Linked DNA regions of Mus musculus: region 1 is linked to region 2. A link is a contact called in public Hi-C data. All regions are on one chromosome and are shown on one strand. Each heading gives the region's core, a stretch centred on a gene start, on an enhancer-like site or on the middle of the called end of the contact. The rest is flanking DNA. Distances are from core to core; before and after follow the strand shown.

Region 1 (5,242 bases), core at 2,679-5,178, 1.1 Mb before region 2:
GAATGGTGTCTGGTGTCTCAGTTCTTAAGACCATCAGAAATACCTGTTTGTTTTCCGGTGGTCATGACCCACAGGTCGAGAACCGCTGGCTGGCCCAGTGTGACAGGAGGGGGCGAGGTTTCCGAAGGCTCAGTCTGGGCATGCAAGAAATGTCAGAGGCAGCAGCAGCCTGTTGGAGGGGAGGCGAGAGCTTTGCTCTGCGTGGGAAGGCATCTTCTGATTGATTCCCTGGTATATAAGCCAGTGACGTTAGTCAATCAGCACAGGATCTGCGTGGGGTTGGGGAGAGTGAGTAGGAGTGGGGGGGGGGCGAAGGAGGGAGGTGGAAAACGTGCCAAGAGAACTTGTGGTGCCCTCTAGAAAGAACATCAGCTGTGGAGGGCGGGGGACCTCAGTGTTAGCCGTCAGGAGGAAATGCTGAAATTGTCCCTGCTGACCCGGTAGCCACCAGAAGCATGCGACTCTGTGGCCCCAGCTAACTGCTGTGAAATATTCAGGTGAGGTACTGCCAGCGGAAGCATTTTGTACCCTGCAGACTATGAAGTGTCCACCCTGGGTAAAGACCCTATGGAATGCCAGTATGCCGAGGCAGTCTGGGGATCTTGTTGCCCAGGCTGCTCATGGGAGCAGCTTTGAGACCAGTAAAACAACAGAAACCATGCAGGGACACTAGCAGATGATTCCAGGGAGAGAGGGAGGGTGTGAGCAGGTAAGAGACGTGGGGATATGGCTTATGAAGAGACTTTGACATATACAGAAAAAAAATTTAAAACAAACCAATACAAAATAAAGGGCTAGAGACACACACGGGAGGAAGCCAGGCACGACTGTCTTTGTGGTTCAGTTCTTCCTTTAGTCAGGAGCTCAGCATTGTGGGAGTGAGGGAGACTCTAGAGAAGAAAGTGACAGAGTGCCCTTCACACCCCTCCCCCCTTACAAGGGTCCCATTGAGGATTACTGTGGATCTTCTTAGCTGACATTTCTGTTTCTTTGGCCTAATGCTTCCTTTCCTTTTATTTCATCAGCACACACTGTGTGATGAGCCACCCCCAATACTGACACCTCTGTTGTCTCCTGGAGCCCTGTCATAGCCGTTGCTCAAGGGTCACAGGTTATAATTAAAGCCTGGTGTGCCTGCTTTCTTCTTCTGTCTGTCTCCTCCTCAGGAACAGGCTCCCTATGAAAGCAGAGCTGGGGATGTCCTATTCACCCTCATATCCCAGGGCGATCGGCTCATCATAAATATTTCTGGGATAATTGCCTATGTGAGTAAAGACACATTGTTGGAACCTAGGGAGGAGTCAGCGGTTTAAAAAAACACACACACACACAAGCTAAATGGAGGAGACTGTCTAGGAGTATGACAGGCTGGCTCATTCTGTGGACACTGATCTGTCTGTAAGACCCAAGGATGTTTAGATAGCCATAGATGTGGTTGCTGGAGGCAGGAGGGGGCTGATCTCACCAGGCAATCCCAAAGCAGTAGTAGGAAGGAAAAGAACATTCTAGAATATTCACATTCTCTCCGAGCACACACATACCTCTACCCACACCCTCCCCATTCCCTGCACTCCAGATTCACGGGAGGAGTCATTTGCCAGCAAGAGGAAAGGGGCACAGCAGTGGGCATTCAAAGGGGTTTACTTGGTACCAGGCTCTGTTAAGCAGTTAATGCATAGCGGCATCCCCTTCCCACAGGCAGATTTGTAAATCGGGTGACAGTGGCCCTCCTCTGCACTGGAACTAACAGATGTTGCCAGATTTGCTTATGGGAACCCTGCTCAAGGGCAAAGCCAGGATTTAACCTAGATTTATTACTAATTCCAGCATCCCTAGGTTTTTTTTTTTTCTTAGACAATCTCCACAGTGAAATGGGTCTTGAATGGTTGCTAGTTTTGAAGGGCTTAAAGCATTTGTGAACAACCCAAGCACTCTCTCTCTCTCTCTCTCTCTCTCTCTCTCTCTCTCTCTCTCTCTCTCTCTCTCTCTCTCTCTCTCTCTCTCTGTGTGTATGTGTGTGTGTGATGGGAACACTTGTGTCCTAAGCATTGCTGAGTACATAACTGTATAGCCTTTTGAAAAAAACCTTTCCATCTGAATTATGTCATTTCCACTGTAAGGAAGAGGTGGAATTTTAATGTCCAGTGGCATCATTAATAAAATCGATGGAGAGCTAACTGTGATCGCACATGGACTGGCAAGATTGAGACCTATCAAGTCAGCCTAGGCGGCTGAGAGTGGCCTTGGATCCAGAAAGAACATAGAGCTCTCCCTAAGTGTTTGACTTGCATTGCCCTTTGGATTTATTTGCTGATCTGCCACTGTCCTAGTTACCTGGAGACAGGCAATTCTAGTTTAGGATTGCCCAAGGGTATCCTTTCTAGTTTGATAATGAAGCTTATTCTCTCTGTGGGACTCAGAGCATCTCACCTCCCTCTGAGTTGCCAAGATGTCTTTGGAGACCTGAATACTGAACCTTGCCAAATCTATGGCCCATATGGATGGTGTGGCGTGGGACCTGCTGATTCTCAAAGGGGAGTCATTTCCATAGAAGAGATGAGTAGGGGGGGTTGAATGGAGAACTCAGAAGTAGCCAGTCTCTCTTACCTCCTCCCTGCTTCCTCCTGACCCCACCCCCACAGAGCTCTGGCCTGGTTTCTGTATTTGATGTGATTAAACTTTCCTGTGACACTTGCTTTCTCTTCCACAAGGCAGGAGCGGAGCACAGTATAACTGAAAGGCACCTGTAGGTCACCATGTATTACTTGTTTTGTTCCACCACTTGAAGTTCTAATTATCTCCAGCAGAGAACGTGATTGTGGTTGGGCTTTCCTTTCTTAGGCATCTGGGTTGACAGACTTATACATGCCACCGGAGTAGAAGGCTCAGCGCTCCGTTGTGGCTCTGGGAAATCAGCTCTGATGCTCATGGGTGTGGTCTTTTCCATGGTGTGACCAGGTCCCCTGGCTTAGAGATGCGCAAGTAACTGGGTTTCCTCTAAGACAGCCAATACCTTAGCTGCCTCCTGACCAAGGGCCAAAGAAGCCACTAGGAGGAGCTAATGACTGACCAAGTGTGTTGTTCTCCCAATATTTAATGTGAATTGCTTCACCCAGTGCCCAACCTGGGCTGGCTGCAGGCTCTGGGTATTTAATTATTTATGTGGTAATGGATGGACCAAGGATCGTCTGCCCTTCAAGCGGCTCACAGAAGAGAACAATCGTGCTTCCTTGTTTCATTTGCGGCCTTATTCCTGTCAGGAGGAAGGCACTTCAGCCTTACTGCAACAGAAGGATGGAAGAATGATTGCGTTAGCAAATCTCCTACTTCACACACACACACACACACACACACACACACACACACACACACACACATAAACACACAGATACACACACATATACAACACATAAACACACACAAACACATGAGCACACATATACACACAGAAACACATGAACACACAAACACAGGCACACACATATACACACACAAACACACACACAAACACATGCACACACACATACACACAAACACATGCACTCATGCATCACATGCATACCATCAAAGCTTTCTAAAACAGAATGTAACTCCTCCCCCACTTAAAAAATCCCTCAGACTACAAGGAATGCATTTTGTAGTATCTGGGGAGTTCCTCTTTCTTTTGTGCCCAGGGAGTGAGATTAAGAAGGAAGGGACCATAGCATTCAATGCCTGAGTTTGAAAGCCAGCTCTGCAATTTAACAGTTACATGTTTTGGCAATATTTCTTAACTCCTGTATCTCTCTCTTTTTTTCCCCTCCCTCTGTATCCTCCCATGGTGAGGATATAAAGAGTCAGGACATGTGTGTGCATGCAGATGAGGAGCACCCGGCTCTGCTTGCTGACTTTCCTGCTCCTCCAGGCTGGCAGAATGCATTCCACATGACATCATAGTTCAAGTGCAATAATGTGCTTCTCCTTTGCCTTTTCATCGAGCAGTTCAGCAGAGCCTCTCTGCACAGCCTCGCTCCGTGTACACGGCTACCCCCTTTAAAATCCCCTGAAAGGTGGAAATGAGAGGCATTTGTGACCTTGAAGCTTCTGGGTTATGTCATCCTGCCTGATTTACCTCAATTCATAATCACATTTTCCTTGAGTTGAGTGGGAATTCTAGGAAGACACGTTGGTCCTTTCAGTTTGGTCCAGAGGTAGAACCATTCAGTGTTTTCGGATTTATATAATATATAATATATGTGCAAGTATAATTATACATGTATAATTATATATTATAGATGTATTATAATAGACAGATATAATTATAAAATAATATAATAAATTTATGAATTTGCTATAATATATATATATATATATATATATATATATATATATATATTTGTTAAAATATACAAAGCCATCTATACTCTTACTATAGATGGATTTGGGGGTTTGAGACATGTCTCAGTGGTTAAGAGCATCAGCACCCTTTCAGAGGTTTAGCTCCCAGCACTTACATGGTGACCCACAACTGCCTGTAACTCCAGTTCCAGAGTTTCTGACTCTCCATTCTCACATCTGAGGGCTCCTGCTTACACATGATACACCTAAACCCAGAGGGGCAAAACATACACACATTACATAGATAAATGAATAAATGGATAAGTTTTAAGGTAAATGGGTTCTTATAAACTTGGGACTTAATGTGAGGGAAATTATAAACTCTCATTGGTGGGGAAATATTGGAAATGTGTAACGGTCATATTATACACTGTGGTAGTATATATAATTGTTTAAGTAGGCCGCAGGCTTGCAATCCTATTGCCTCACCTAGGGCTCCGGTCATGTGCCACCACACTTCGCTATGACAATTTTCATGTGAACTTAACTGTATATTCATTTCATTAGCAGTCTGAAGATAAAAACCTTTTCAACTATCTTGTATTGAAACAAATACACAATAGAAGAAATATAGAAAATAAGAAAGTAAAATTAAGATAACAGACATTTAGCAAATGGACTGTTCTGCAGTAAACTTCATTTTTCTTTGGAGTTTTTTTTTCTTTTTGACATTTGTTTTTATATACGTGTGTGTGTGTGTATGTGTGTGTGTGTGTGCACCTGTGCATGAGAGAGAGAGAGTATGTGTATGTATTTGCATATATTTTAAAGATTAGATTATCTTGCATGATTGAATTATTTTTCAGTTATCATTTTCACAAATATTATCTCATATCATTAGAGATTTAAGAAATACGATATCTAG
Region 2 (5,230 bases), core at 1,881-4,380:
AATAGAGGACTCTTTTCTTGGAACTAACAGGACTTAATCCTAGTGCCCACCAAGAGATCAACAGAACCCATGTACTGGACCCCTTAGGCAGGGTATTATTTACAGCTTGGGACCGCCAGTCCAAGTTACCAGCCTCGAGACTCTTTGAAATGGTCTGCTTTATTGACACAGCCTCCTTAGCTGTCCATGTCAGATGGTGTGAACTGAGAAAGAGACTCATAACTGTCATGTTTGAACGAAGGAGAAAAGGAGAGAAAAAAAGCCACAATTTTACCCAGTTCTTAAGTGTTCCTACTTGGAGCCAAGAGCTATGTAAATGTTCTGTATTTTTATAGCATGTAGCTCCATTGTTGAGTGGTGCTTGCTTTTTCTAGGTCAACTGGCTTCTTGGAGAAAAACACCCTGAGGATAATCCAGTCGTCTCTGCAAATGAGACTAGAATGAAACTACCTGGTGCCCAAACACGGTGCATTTGACATCTGCACACCATTACTCGAAGCTGCCTCAAAGGCAGTGGGACAGCAGTGATCATGTCCAGTTAGAGTGCTTTGCAGAAGAAACCAAATAAACACAAACAGGCCTCTCGGTCTTAGGCCGGTTCACTGCTCTTCTGCAGGCATCTGTGGGAACGAAAGAGAGATGTTTATGCTGAGACAGGAAGTCCAGGTCAGAGGTGAAGGGAGAAAGGATCCAATCCTTATGGAGAACCGAGGACAGGAAAGCAAATGTTAGTAGGAGAAAGTCCATCATTGCCACAGGTAACCAAATATTGTCAGCCTTTGATTTTTACAGGCTGGTGATTTATGGATGATGGCAAAACAGAGAGGCCATTTCTTGAGCTAATGCCCATTTAGGCGAGGGGATAAACTTTTGTACTTACTTGCAGCACTCCCACTATCTTAAACGAATACTAAGAAGAGGTTTGTTTGTTTGTTGGAAACAAGGACGCTATTTTCCACTGCATCTCATGTCATCTGAATGACCTTGCACTTAAAAACTACAAGGCAGGAATGTATTCGGTTGCCAGGAAATTGTGACTGTCTAACTTAGCGAATCCAAGCTACCCAGAGTACCACTTAAGAAGAATGCAGAACAAAGCGTGGAGCAAGAGGCAAACAATAGCATCTGGCAAGAAACGGGCACAGCCTGAACTTGCCTAAAAGCCTGTTCCTGCTTTCCCAACCCCAAAGAAAGTAGGGAAAGATGTACTTTCCATTGAAAATATAACTTTGACTCCAGCAGACTGTGGCTTAAATAGAGTTCTTAGGGGTGAAGTGGGGACTTGGTGTGTTCCACCCTGAAGATCTTTCCCAGGGCCTTAGAGCTTATTTTGTGGGGACCCTAACTCCTCATAAGCTGGGATGGCATCTCTCCTCTTAGAATCAGTACCTTTATGTCAACTGCAGCAAACCAACATGGTCATCTGGTCATCTCTCTTGTCTATGATAATGTTAGAAAACAGTGGTCACTTTTTAGTTGGTTAGCTCGTTAGTTAATACAAAGTTCTTCTAGAAGGAAAAAGTCCTAGAGTCCTTGACTGAAGTGATATTTGCAAGCACTCAATGCCTGCCCCCATATCCTGGTCAACATTTTCATCCTTTTTAGCCAGAGAGTTTCTTTGATGCACAAACTTGAAAAAGCAATGCCTCCTTTACTCGCCTCTAATACCTCTCTAAGCTGTTAATGATCAATTACCCTACATTTACAAAAAAGCAGAGTGCCTGCAGCAGACTTTGAAGAGAAAGGTTAAAGAGGAGAGGGAAAAGAGAAAAAGGTGGGGGAGGCAGTAGGGAGAGGTGAGGAGAGTAAAGAAAGAAAAAGGCAGGACAAGAAACAGCTTAAGTCTTGGTCACAATTGTGTCCTAGTATGATACGGTGTGGGAGCATGCACCCAACACACACTTCAATACATGCCCAAGCACACACAGACCCCATGCTCATTAAACAACCCAAGCAAACAGCCTAATAGCTCAGTGTGTCATCTGATGTCTTCCCTCTAACCAACCACTTAAACCAATCCTCCATTTTCTCCATCCTACAACTTAATCGCCTGCTCACCATCTTCTCTCTCCACGGCATAGAGACAATGTCTGCTTAAAGAGCTTCATTCCTTTTACAAGCAGCCCAATAAAGATAAGTGGAAATATTTTTTTAAATCTCTGCGAACCGAAACCTCAGACTGCAAAGATTCCTCACATATGATGTTTTCTAATTGTGACCAGGAGCCAGATGGAATAGCCTAATAAAAGTTACAACGAGGGGCAGGCAGAGCCGTAATGCATATGGTCAAGTGGTCTGCTCTGATATGGAAATTTCTCCTGCGGAATTCAATAGTTCTGTAGGCATTTTCCAGACTTTAATCTCCTCTGCTTGACTTTTCAACTGCAAGTCTCTCTCAGCACTCCAAATCTGCCTTATGACCCATCCATCCACCTAAGTTTTTTTCAATTCTTTCAGCAGAATGTTAGGAAGAAGAGGTGAAGTCCTCCTCTGGATACTAATATCAAATAGAACTTAATTGCTCATTTACTATCTGTATAATATCATCCACACAGGAACTTCCTTTTGAAGCTGAGTCCTCAGCAGAGAGTACCATCTCAATGATGCACTTAGGAGCACAGGGTCTCTTTCTTAAGTACTGGTGCTAAGTATCAATGGAGGAGCCTTCAAAAGAATAGGCAGAGGAAGGGATGTGTGTGTCTGTTGGGTGTGTGCTCCCATACCATATCACACTAGGACTCAATTGTGACCAAGACTAAGCTATTTCTTGTCCTGCTATAGACTGTTCTGGCCTCTCCTTTGTTAAGCAACACCTGTGACTGCCTTCCACTTTCACAGTAATTTTCCAAATGTCATACAAATAACCTGGAGTCTCCTGTGAGACTCCGGAGTGAGAGGTCGCTGTCCCCATTTACACAAAAAGAGTATCAGAGAGGTCAAGGAATTTGTTCTGTTGTTACTAGGCATTTGGGTCCACAAACCTGCCGCTTCAGTTTTCTTATTCCATACAAATTAGGAACTAGGAACTAGTGATGGAAAAGAGATTTACAGTTTGGACAAGGGTGGGGACCTAATTTCCTCCCATCCTGCCTGTGGCCATCTTTCAACCTCTAGAAAGCCTGAGACAAAGGCTAGGATGTATGCAAATTAAGCTGTGAGACAGGCTAGCAGAAAGGGAGGGAACCTGGGCCCCAGGCTGCTTTCACTGTCTTCTTTCTCTCTTACAGAAACAGCTTTGTATTCCAGTCTGAGCTGAGAGAAATGAGGTCTTAAAAATACCCCATGTTTGAAAGAGAAAAGAAACCAAAAGCTTAGTGAGATGTAAGATCTCTACTCATTCCAGGCTTGGCAGAGTTCTTTGTCCTTAAAGGACTTGGCGGGTGGACAGTGTAAGTTTATTATGTCTTTGAAGGTCAGATTCAACTGACTTTGCCTGTGAAAAGATGCTAGAGGACAGAAAAGTAGAGACAGGCACAAGGGTCTCTCCTTAGGATGTCATCTCTCCCACTAGGTCTTCCACACCCACACACAAAGTGTACCTGCATAAGAGCCTCCTTTTCACTGTTTTGAAAAGCCACTAGAAAGCCTGCCTTTTGCTAGCCTTTTGTAAAATGAGAAACCCTAAGCATTTCTTGGAATTCACAATCTTGACATATCCACACATCGCATCAGGACAGAATTGTGATCAAGGCTAAGCTATTTGTCACACCATCCTTTTCTCCCCTCAGTTCCTTCTCCTACCCTGTCTGGCTCTTTCCTGCTGACTACCCATTCAAGGCTAACGCATGCCCACAAAAGTATTGGACTGTGCCCTTCTCCCCTGGAGCCAATCTTCATGTGGGTCAGAGGCATAGTAAAGTCACCTCCAGAGGTCGAATTCTCAGTGGCATTAAGCAGATGGAGAAAACCTACCAAGATCCAAATCACAGCAGAATGAAATATGGTGAGTCCTATAAATCCCTGATACAATCATTGGGGGAGTAACATTCTATGTGAACAACATACTGGACTCAGAACAGTGTCCAGTGAAGCTTCTCACTGTATGGCGGGTGGATCACAAGTGACTCATCTTTAAAGATCCCTAGGCATAAGCAGTTGTGTACTTGGAAGGGTCTCTATCATGGTGATAGGGGTCCAGTTTCCACAAAGATCTCCCAGTTCTTGTTTTCCCCAGAATGGATCTAGAATCTCAGTGTGAACCAGCCACTGATCACTCCCTTCCTGGGCCTATTTACTGCCCTGTCTCTGATATTGTGAATTACATCTGAAGCCACAGAGGCAGACAAACACAGTGGAGAGTGGTACCCAGAAAGATGGATACAAAGTCTAGCAAAATCAGCATATGAAAAATTAGCAAAGGAGAAGGTTAGAACCACCTCCCAACACCCCACATCTACCCCACCCCTAGGATGACTAAAACTTGCTGGTGACATTGGTTCAGGTACAGCTGTGTTCCATAGTGGTAGCCTGTGGCTCATTCTGATGCTAAGGTTCACACCCACCGAAATTTAACATGCTAATGAGACATATGACTCATGACGTAGGTAGAGCTGCATATAACAGCGGAGCATGCATGGAGATGCCCAACCAATGAGACATGAAAGCCCAAATCCTGATTGGACTGCTCTTCCTCCAGCTCACTTCCGGTCTCGGAAGTACATCTTTCCCTAATGAAATGTCTCTGCTTCTGAAACCATGTTTCTCCTCAATTTATTTTTAAGCAACAGCAGAACCTGGAGCCCTTTTAGAGGTACCTCCTGGACACCAGTATGGCATCCTGAGGCCAGGCTCATGGGTACAAACCTGGCATGGCCTGGACTCTGCTTATGTCCGGTTCCTTCAAAATAAAGTCATTTAAGTAAATAAAATTTCCCCCAATACTTACAACTATGCTCTCAATAAATTCAGGGGCCATCCTGGGTTACTCTTTGAGAGCCTATAACTTTGTGAGCATCATGTGTCCAGCCCTGACACACACTACAGCTTGATAGTGATGATGCCAATCACTTGGGGAACCCTGGCTCTGTGCCAAGCACTCCGGTAACTCCGTTATCAACGTTATCTTCTTTATACCTCATTAACCCAAGAGGCATACACTACTATTACTCCCGTTGCTGGTTTGAGAAGTAAAGCCGAGGGTGATTTAGAAATTTTCCCTTGGCTAAACAGCTGTCAAGGCAGGATTTAGCTCCTATCTGTCTGATGATTAAAGTCCTGCACTCTTCCCTAG

What was found. Hi-C and Micro-C count contacts between places; a contact is called where the count stands out from the background.
Region 1: a Hi-C map of neural progenitor cells shows a contact between it and region 2, with 5 times the contacts expected there. The contact joins two enhancer-like sites. A contact is called at or near these places in 3 of 484 Hi-C or Micro-C datasets (cumulus cells, neural progenitor cells and ventricular fibroblasts) and 1 of 9 other capture datasets (embryonic stem cells).

The regions. Positions count from the first base shown.
Region 1 is chr1:77,079,652-77,084,893 of GRCm38.p6, reverse strand. No RefSeq gene overlaps it. Among named protein-coding and RNA genes, the nearest start is that of Mir6352, 410 kb to the left of the region's middle. Within about 2 kb of position 3,928, at least 22 of the 459 cell types and tissues checked have an H3K27ac peak or open chromatin away from gene starts, as enhancers often do. A contact at or near this core is called in neural progenitor cells, where this site is marked.
Region 2 is chr1:76,027,196-76,032,425 of GRCm38.p6, reverse strand. All of the region lies in intron 4 of Gm32622 (a long non-coding RNA gene), which reads right to left. Among named protein-coding and RNA genes, the nearest start is that of Gm29065, 11 kb to the right of the region's middle. Within about 2 kb of position 3,130, at least 20 of the 459 cell types and tissues checked have an H3K27ac peak or open chromatin away from gene starts, as enhancers often do. A contact at or near this core is called in neural progenitor cells, where this site is marked.